Linked DNA regions of Sus scrofa: region 1 is linked to region 2. Evidence: chromatin contacts called from public Hi-C data. All regions are on one chromosome and are shown on one strand. The core of a region is the stretch at or near the end of the contact, and the rest is flanking DNA. Distances in the headings are between cores, read along the strand shown.

The links. A called contact is a pair of places that touch in the nucleus more often than the background predicts.
Region 1: a contact with region 2 is called in a Hi-C map of embryonic fibroblasts, with 4 times the contacts expected there. The contact joins the promoter of DNAH2 here to the promoter of SAT2 in region 2. A contact is called at or near these places in 1 of 5 promoter capture datasets (fetal liver), 7 of 47 Hi-C or Micro-C datasets (alveolar macrophages, embryonic fibroblasts, heart right ventricle and 3 more) and 2 of 2 datasets of contacts at active chromatin or transcription factors (alveolar macrophages and skeletal muscle).

The regions. Positions count from the first base shown.
Region 1 is chr12:52,979,499-52,984,539 of Sscrofa11.1, reverse strand. It overlaps DNAH2 (dynein heavy chain 2, axonemal), which reads right to left and starts at 2,323. Exons shown (of 89, transcript XM_013981316.2): 1 at 2,227-2,323; 2 at 336-506. The coding sequence starts at 492.
Region 2 is chr12:52,911,311-52,916,246 of Sscrofa11.1, reverse strand. SAT2 (spermidine/spermine N1-acetyltransferase family member 2) reads left to right here and starts at 2,933. Exons shown (of 6, transcript NM_001129962.2): 1 at 2,933-3,209; 2 at 3,379-3,430; 3 at 3,563-3,646; 4 at 3,744-3,845; 5 at 3,987-4,027; 6 at 4,161-4,522. The coding sequence starts at 3,144. The coding sequence ends at 4,328. SHBG (sex hormone-binding globulin) reads right to left here and starts at 1,536. Exons shown (of 7, transcript XM_021066315.1): 1 at 1,512-1,536; 2 at 912-1,009. The coding sequence starts at 1,536.

The DNA.
Region 1 (5,041 bases), core at 1,074-3,573, 69 kb before region 2:
CACCCAGGGTGAAAACGGGAAAAAGGAAGAGATCAAACCCTCTTCACTGGGGTAGGAGGAACCAGGAACACTTGCAACAAGGAGGAAGAGGCTACGAGAGAGGGCTGGCTAGCGAGCTCTCGGTGAACTGGGGGGGAATTTTAAGACAGAAAGAACAAGTATAAGGGTGGTCGGGGGGGGGGGGGGAACACAATACAAGGGACCTAGCGGCAGCGGCAGATCTGAGATTCCACCCAACCCCTTGCTTTTGATCCAAAAGCAAGAGAAGCTGCTCCCAGCCCCAAGACCCTCTTTAAATAATTCTGCCTCCAAGCCCCTCCCTAGCTTGGACCTACCAAGCTCCTCCTTGAGAGACTCGGGCTCCGCCTGGGACTCCCTGCTGGCCGGCGGGGTGGTCTCCTCGGCCTGTGGGGCCAGCGCAGCCTGGGCGGCTCGCCGGCGAGCACTTCCCCGGCCACTCACTTTCCTCTTCTTCTCAGCTTTGCTGGACATCGTGTAGACAAAACCTGCAGACACAGGGAAGCTGGGGGTCCACAACCGGATCCCCCCTGTCTTTTCCCTGGGATAGTCTACTTTCTTTGACACATTGGGTTAAAAATCAAAGTCAGTCCCTCAAGGCCTCAGGAATAAGTGGAAGCTAAGGATGATGGCCCAGGAGTTCCTGTTGTGGTTCAGTGGATTAAGACCATGACTAGTATCCATGAGGATGCTGGTTCGATCCCTGGCCTCACTCAGTGGGTTAAGGATCCAGAGCTAGCATGAGCTGTGGAGTAGGTTGCAGACACGGCTCAGATCTGGTATTGCTGTGGCTGTGACGTAGGCCAGCAGCTGCAGCTCCGATTTGAACCCTAGCCTGGGAACGTCCATGTGCCATGGGTCTGACATTAAAAAGAAAAAAAGGGGGGCCCACCCCACTAATGAGGAGTCAGGAACCTCTGCCCAGAGGTGTAAGGTTCTCATGAAAAGATCTACACGCTGAGGTGTGGTTGCACAAACCGTCAGGGCCGTGGATGAGTGGGAGGGCACAGGGAGGGGAAGACTGTCCCCACGTTCCACACCTTTTGTCACTGTGTCAAGTTACCAAGCAACAAGATGATTTTCCCATGTCCTTCCTTTCCTCCCAAGTTCCCTCCCCCCAAAGAGGGGGAAACAGAAAAATGCCCCCTCTCCTCCCACTAAAATCTGCAACCTCCTTAAGCAAAGAAACGACAGCATTTGCAACACGTCTCTTTAGCTTTTCCTTCCTGGGGGTAGGAACCCCCTCTCTTTAGCTTTTCCTTCCTGGGGGGTAGGAACCCCGCTCCGTGGGTACTGAAAAGGTCTCTTAGCACAGGCTGGCTGAGTCATTCCGAGCTAAGGGATAATGAAGGTGAAGAGCAGGATTCTAGATGCCCTGAGAACAGACTGGAGGAAGGAAAGACAAACGTCACCCAATGGCGAATTTCAAATGGTGTCTGGGGAGGGGAGAAGAGGATGGGGGGTGGTGAGGAAGGCCCCAGCAGCGTTTCTCTCCGAAAAGGAGGACGTCGGGGGGCCGGGCATCCCTGGCGGGCAAGGTCTGATTCGCGGCCATTCCCTCTTCACTCAGCTCTGGCCTGACAGCCACCTGTGGCTTTTCTTTCTCATCCCCACAGGCTGCCGCCGGCATTGATCAGAGGTTATGAGTTTCAAACTTGAAGGCTGTGCTCCAAGGAAAACGGTTCTATTAGGCCAGCACATCAATACAGCCAACTGGGGCAGGGCGGCTTCGGGCTTCCGCCACCCGCCTCCAGAGAAGCGACAGGCTGCGCTTCCCCGCCTCCAAGTGGAGCCTCGGGAACATTCCGCTGGCCAGGCTGGGAGCCCTCTCCCCACGGGGTTCACGCCATGGCCCCACTCCGAGACCCCAGGAGGAGCTTTCCACGAGCCTGGGACTCTTTCTATTACTCGGGAAACACCGCAGCGGGCCGGCCCTCTCCTCCGACCCCCAGTGGCTGCCAGCGAGCCAGTTTCCCCTCCCAGGAGCTTCCTCACACAACTGTCACAACCGTCCCCGCTTCTTCATCTCAACTCCAACTGCCCCTTCCTCTCCCCACAACTGCCCCTTGCTCTCCCCTCCCCCACAGCTGCCCCTTTCCCCGCCCCCCTCAACTCTCCCTCCTACCCCCTCACCGCTGCCCCTTCTTTCCGCACCTCCCGGCTCTCCCGGGCATTCCTCCCCTCCTCCCCTCTGCCCCCGACACACACCTCACGACGCCGACCCTCTCCTCCCTAGGCCGACCGACCGGCCCCTTCAGCTAACAAGTTGCCCCGCGTGGCCCTCTCGGGCCCGCGCCTGCACGCGTCACCATGGCAACCGAAGCGGGAGGGGGCGGGTGGCTGGGGCGCGAGCCCGCGAGCTCGGCCTCCTGGGCGCAGGCGCAGTGAAGTCCGGACCCCAGGCTCCCTGCCCCGCTGGTCCCGTGTCTCCCCGGCGGGGACCAGGGGCAACAGGGCTGGGGGGCAAGGGAAAGCTGCCAGACCTGGCAGGCTGGAGGGTGGCGGGGGGTCTGGTCGGAACACAGGCTGGAAGGCCTGGGGCTGGGAACAATGAGCAGCCTCCTGCAGGACACCAAACAGGCTGGGGGAACCTGAGCGCCCGACCCCGCGCCGGGGTCTGTGGGCTCCATCCCGGGCGAGTCCAGCAGATGGCGCCGGGGGTTCCGCCGGCGAGGCTCACGCGCGCCCTAGAAGGCGCTCCAGGATTTCGAGGCAGCCGTGGCTGCAGCTGAGTCCGGGGGAAAAACCGGGGCTGGAGCACCTCTGCCCTCCTGCTTGTTCCCCCTTCTTAGTTCGGACTGGGGTCTAGGATCGCCTGGCAGCGCGGGGCGGGGGAAAGAGGGAAGAACGGAACTGGAATTTGGGGAATCTGAGGATTGGCTTTGGAAAGCGTCGCTCGTTTTGGGGGGACAGGAGGCGGGGACTCTCTGGGGAAGGTGACCGGGCCGGGGAGGGGCTCGGCTCTCCGTAAGAACAAAGGCTGAGTCCTGGGGAAGCGAGGACAGGGGTGTGAGAAAAGGGGCAGACCGCCGCAGGTGCTAGGGGGCGCTGCGGGCTGGGGCTGCCCGGAGAAGCGCCTGGAAGACTGAGCTGTACCTGGGGCTGGTAGAAGCTCTAGGGAGGCCTGGGAGATCCAGAGAAGAAGCGAATCTGGGGGATGGGAAGGCACCCTCCCTGCTTCCATCAATAGTGCCTAATTAAGACAAAGCCAGCAGCGAGCCACTGATTACATTTCCATGAAGAGCTAAATTGATGACATTTTCTTCTCGGGATGAGGAGAGAAGCTGGCACCTCAGTTCCCCCTTTTCCTGGGCGGTGTTCACACCTGACGGATCTCATTATGCCAGTCTGGCACCGCGAGGAGTGGCAGACCCTGGTACTCCTGTAGGGCCCATCCACACTTAGACCCAGCTTAGCTCTCACCATCCTGCCTACCACATTTTTTCCCCCAGAATTGACAACCCCTGGCCCTTGGCATCACGAGAGCCCCATTATCCTTAAAGTGGGTTTCTGGGCTCCTGCCCAGCCCACACTCCTGTTGCCGACAGCAAGGATTGAAGGAGAGAGGGGTCCTGCCACACCCCAAAGCCAGCTGCACAGGAAGCAGATGGAAGTGGGTGATCTTCTAACCAGTTAGGCAGAGGTTGGCAGAGAAGTGACGGTGATTGGTTCAGTCCCCCAAAGGAGTGAAGATTTGAAGGAAGGGCTAACCTGGGGAGACTTGCGGGCAGGGCTCATGACTTCCTCAGAGAAGGGAATGCTGTGTAGACCCCATTTCTTTTCTGAACACCCCCCCAACACACACACAACCTTGGCTGTGCCTAGGGATCCCAGCCCCCTACATTATGCTAAATAGGTAATCAAACATCTTGCTTTGCTAATTACTGCTCAATCCGATTAAACACTGCTGAAGCTCATCAACAGAGGTGGAGGTAGGGGGAAGGGCTGAAGCGGGGCAACCACAGCTGTGACGAGGTCCTGTCCCCAGCTCCTCCAGGGGGCCGCTGAGGAGCAGCCGGGCTACCTCTGGCCCAGGACCTCCCAAAGGAAATGAGCAGAGGGGTTGTGGCCCAGGACCCTTCATCTCACTGCGTCCTCCCAGTCTCAGGCTTTCCCTCCTCCCCGAACCCTCATTACCCTCAGAACCCAGGCATCCGGCCATTCCCACAGCTCCCCACACACACCCCTGTCCCAGCTTTAATAAGTTCTCTTCTCTCACTGTCAATATTTGATTTCTCCGAGCCATCTCCACGGAGAGAGGGGGCTGTTCCCCTGCTTCCCCCCTACCTTGGCCCTTTCTTGCCCACCCCAGTCTCTTTGTGCCCCCAACCTTCTCTGAACCAGCTGACTTAATGAAATGATATTAAAGTCTTAAGCAACTCCAAAAGAATGGTTGTTATGGTGAAGGGAGTGGGCAGGACGCCTGGGTCCCTGAGGGGAGCAAGGGCTGAGGAGGGGGGAGAGTGAGCCAGAGGCTAAGGTCCCGAGGCCCCAGTCCCCATGGGGGAGCAGAAGATTTAGGGTGACCTGGGGGCTGGCCTATGGATCGTGGGGGGAAGTGGGGAATCAGGGCTGGGGGCTAAGAGAAGGTGAAAAGGGAGAGGACCTTCCTGGGGTCCAGGTCTCAGCCTGCTGTCCAGAGCATCCATCAGGGATGGAGAGGCCAGGGGGGCACAGGGCCTCTGTGCCAGCAGCCTCCCTGCTGACAGTGCCCTGGGCCAGTCCCGTGAGAACCAGAGTAGATGCCTCTCCGGCCCTGACTCATCCCTCTTCCCCTGCCCCCCAACAGACCCCCACAGGTGATTTGTAGCTGCTGCCCTCGCTGGTAGCTGGTAGCGGCTGGTCCGGGAGGGAGTCGGTCCATGGCGGGAAGAGCTGAGAGCTTCCAGGGGAGGAGAGAACAGAGGCCAAGAGATGGGGAGCCAAGCACCACCCCCACCTCCCCCCACCCATCCCAGCTCACTCCCCTGGGGACCCTGGCCCAGCCCCAGTCCCCTTGGGGTGGTGGGAATGCAAGGACATT
Region 2 (4,936 bases), core at 1,684-4,183:
GAGTTCCCGTCGTGGCTCAGTGATTAACGAATCCGACTAGGAACCATGATGTTGCAAGTTCGATCCCTGACCTTGCTCAGCAGGTTAAGGATCCAGCATTGCTGTGAGCTGTGGTGCAGGTTGCAGACTTGGCTCAGATCTGGCGTTGGTGTGGCTGTGGCATAGGCCGGTGGCTTCAGCTCGATGAGACCCCTAGCCTGGGAACCTCCATATGCCATGGGTGCAGCCCTAGAAGGAAAAAAAGACCAAAAAAAAAAAAAAAAAAAAAAAAAAAACCCACACAAAACAAAACTGAAACAGATTCACAGACATAGAAAACAAACTTATGGTTACCAAAGAGGAAAGGGGGGAGGGCTAAATTGGGAGTTTGGGACTAACAGATACACACTACTACACATAAAATAGATAAACAACAAAGTCCTACAGTGTAGCTCAGAAAGCTATATCCAGGATCTTGTAATAAACTATAATGGGAAAGAATCTGGAAAAGAATATATACATATAAAACTGAGACACTTGACTGTATACCAGAAACTACCACAACATTGTTAATCAACCCTACGTCAATTAAAAGAAAAGAGGAGCAGTTCCCGTCGTGGCTCAGTGGTTAACGAATCCGACTAGGAACCATGAGGTTGCGGGTTCGGTCCCTGCGCTTGCTCAGTGGGTTAATGATCTGGCGTTGCCGTGAGCTGTGGTGTAGGTTGCAGACGTGGCTCGGATCCTGCATTGCTGTGGCTCTGGCGTAGGCCGGTGGCTACAGCTCCGATTCGACCCCTAGCCTGGGAACCTCCATATGCCGCGGGAGCAGCCCAAGAAATGGCAAAAAGACGAAAAAAAAGAAAAAAAGAAAACAGCAGCTGATGGAGAGAGGGTGAGGTCAGAGGACTAGGTCAAGGAACGAGGTCAACCTCATCCTTTGTGATCTTGGTTAGGCTAAAGGTCCTGATGGTGACAGGCTCTTGTCCATGGCCATTTCGAGGCACAGAGCAGGAGGGTCCTGAGGCCTCTGTCAGAGAGAAAAATTATTAAGTTGAAATAAGGACAAGCCAGAGACAGATGGAGGGAGCGAGGGAGGGAGCGAGGCACTGCTCCAAGGCAGGAGGAGGACAGAAAGAAGAGTGCAGGGCTGAGCCCCTCTCTGCCCAGCACCTGATCAGGAGATCACGTCTCAGGGCCTGTTCTTCATGGCTGGGAGGTGGCAATGGTGGCCGCAGCAGCCCACGCCATGTGGCCCGAGGCCCTCTGCTCTCCATAATCAACCTCGGCCTTCTCTGTGCCTCTGACAACTCTGGGGAGAATGCGTGGGGGCAGGCAGCCCTGGCACATGGTTGGGGAAGGGTTAAAGGTTGCTGGCGGTGGGGAGAAGTGGGGGAGACAGGGCCCCTGACCCTCCTGCCCCTCTGAGGACCACCCTCCCACACTGCGGAGAAATTGAAGAGCTGGAAGACGACACCTACTTCCCCTCTCCCTCTAGAGCCTGACCTGGGTCCTCCAAGCCTTCCACCCACCTGCGGAGGCTGCCTTGACAACCATGAGCTCTAAAAGCAGTCCTGCCTGGCTCCCCAAGTAGCATCCTCCGTGAGGTCTACAGCTGAGACATGGAACCTCAAATACTAGCTGGGTGACTGTGGGCAAGTCACCCCACTGTCATGCTTCAGTGTCCTCCTCTGTGAAACGTGAAAAATAATACTTTATGGGGTTACTGTGAACGAGGATGAATGGGGATAATGCAGGCACAGCGCCTGGTATCTGCTCTGAGCTCCTTCCTCAATATTCTCACAAGCTCTGAGGTTTGCCTCATAGGGAGGTATTGTCTTTGTATCCACTGACTGATTCAGCAGATACTGAGAGACTCCCCCCCCCAAGCCCCCACCCCCCATTATCTTCCCTTATCAGTTTCCTACAAGGCCTAACCATTTACCACCAGAAATTCATCACCCTCTCCCTGATCCATTTTATTTTATTATTTTACCTTTTTTTTTTTTTGTCTTTTCTAGGGCCACTTCCGTGGCATATGTAGGTTCCCAGGCTAGGCGTCAAATCGGAGTTGTAGCCCCTGGCCTATGCCACAGCCACAGCAATGGGGGATCGGAGCTCCATCTGTGACCTACACCACAACTCATGGCAACGCTGGATCCTCAACCCACTGAGCGAGGCCAGGGATCAAACCCGCAACCTCATGGTTCCTAGACAGATTTGTTAACCACTGTGCCACGACGGGAACTCCTATTATTTTATTCTTAAAAAAAATTTGTTTGGGAGTTTCCGTTGTGGCTCAGTGGTTAACGAATCTGACTAGGAACCATGAGGTTGCGGGTTCGATCCCTGGCTTTGCTCAGTGGGTTAAGGATCAGCGTTGCTGTGAGCTGTGGTGTAGGTTGAAGACATGGCTCGGATCCTGCATTGCTGTGGCTGTGGTACAGACTGGCAACTACAGCTCTGATTTGACCCCTGACCTGGGAACCTCCATATGCCACGGGTGCGGCCCTAAAAAGCAAAATGAATAAGTAAATAAATAAAAATAAATTATAGTTTATTTTGCAATGTCCCTGGCCTATTTTAAAATACAAAGGCTCCTAAGAGAAGTAACACTTTGAGCCAGAAGGAGGTTTGGGGCTCGTCCCAGGTGGGTGGGCTGGAATGGGTGAGTTTGAGTAAATGGTACAGCAGATTCTGCACACTTCAGTTAAAGAAGGTGTCTTTTGAGCCGTGGGCTTTCTCTCTCCGGTGGAGCCTGGAACACCCAAAAAACCGCGAAGAAGCCTCGGCAGTCCAGCCTTGACCCCTGCCCAGAGGCGCGGTCACGAGACCTGGTCAAGGGGGCTGGGCTGGGGTGGGCGGGGACATGCCTTCTCTGCAAGCTGATTGGCTGATTGGTGCGCGCCTGCCCCTGCCGAATTTAGAGGCTACCAGGCAGTGAAGACCCCTCGCCTAGTCGCTGTCGCTCCCCCCGCAGTAGCCGGAATTGGACTTCGGCTTTCCAGCCCGCGGCTCCTTCACCGCCTCGCTTCCCACCCGTGCCCCCGGCTTCCCGGGATCCGAATTTGTAGGCCTCTTAAAGGGTCCCAGTTGCTCTTCGCCCGGTGCTCCAGAGCGGAAGTGGGGGTCCTGGACTTTGGTCCCAGACGTTGAGGATCGGAATGGCTTCCGTGCTCATCCGAGAGGCCAAGGAGGGAGACTGTGGAAATATCCTGAGGATGATTCGGGTGAAAGATGCGGGCCGGAAACCAGGGTCCCAGAGGGGGTCAGAGCGGCGCGGCGGGAGTGGGGCGGGAAGGAGAAGGTGGGAGCAGAGGGAGAAGGGCTCCCTGGGGTCCTGCTCGGGGAGCAGGGAGACCTCCTGCCTTAATCTTGTCTCTGCCCCCCACGCCATAGGAACTCGCCGAGTACGAGAAACTGTCCGACCAGGTGAAGATCAGTGAAGAAGGTAGAGGCCCAACACCTGGCTCCTGCTGGAGGCTGGGGAGGGAGTGAGGGATGAGTTCAGGCAGTAGCTCCAGGCTGGGCACACATCCAGGCCTTCTCTCTCTATCTCTTTGTCGCAACTCCCATCCTGCAGCCCTGAGAGCAGACGGCTTCGGAGAGAATCCTTTCTTTCACTGTTTGGTAGCAGAGATTCTTCCTGCCCCTGGGGAGCCACAGGGTAAGAACATCCCGACCTCAGAGGGGCCCCCTGCAGTCAGCCTCAGAGGTCGCTCCCCCAGGCGCCCAGTCACCTGCCCTTCTTTTTTCTCTCTCAGGGTCTTGCATGGTGGGCTATGGGCTGTACTACTTCATCTATAGCACATGGACCGGACGGAATATTTATCTGGAAGACATCTACGTGAAGCCAGAATATCGGGGTACTGGGCAAGACTGGGGTGGGAAGAAATCATCACCCCATAGACTGCCCCATCTTTTGCCCCTTAATCGTAGCCTGTGGTCTTTTCTGATCCCCTTCAGCTCAGACAATCCCTCTTTTTGCTTTTTTCTCCCTACATCAGGTCAGGGGATTGGTTCCAAAATAATCAAAAAAGTGGCTGAGGTGAGGAGAGGGGTGGGGCTACAAGCTGGGCCCTGGCAAAGCCAAGCCAGATGGGAGGCACCTGGGTTGAATGGCAGGTGAGAAGGCCTTTTCCTTTTTGACCCCCGGAAAGTGAGCGATTCTTCTCCCATAGGTGGCCCTGGATAAGGGCTGCTCCCAGTTCCGCCTGGCAGTCCTGGACTGGAACAAGAAGGCCGTGGACTTGTACAAGACCCTAGGAGCCCGAGATCTGACGGAAGCGGAAGGCTGGCATTCCTTTCGCTTCGAGGGAGAGGCAATGAGGGAGTTGGCAGGAAAGTGACATTATCCCTTGGGGATCACTCTTTTGGCTTCTCCAGCCCCACCAGCTCAAGCACTCCTCAGAGACTGTCTCTACGGACCAAGGCCTCCCTGAAGGAAGGAGGATTGGTGGTGAATAGTCCCAAAGGGAAGGAGCAAAGTGAGGAAGAGGCCTTGCCACCCCCTTGTTCAGGGTGAAAAATAAATGAGAATTTCTATGTGTCGATGTGGTGTTGGGGAGGGGAGTTGAGGACGCAGTAAGCATCGGCTACTTTAAGATCCTTTCTCAGTGTTCTGCCTGGTGGCCGTTGCTCCTGGGGGTAAAAGGGGGCCTAAGATGACTTTGACCCTCAGTGGACCAGAGTATGGGCTCTGGTCTGTGGCATATAGAGGAAAGGGGAGCAAGGGGTCAGTTTGCACACTGGGTGTGTTGGTCATGTTTGGGACCCAGACAAAGGCCTTCCGTGTTGGGACCCTGCTGTGCGGAATCCAAGACAGAGGCCGGCCCACTGACCTAACAGATGGAACAGGCTGCCACCTGGTGGCGGCATTTTCAGGGGCACCAGGAAAGACCGTTTGCCCCAACTTAAAAAATTAACTCAGCTAGCTAGTGCCTTTTCTTTTTCAAAA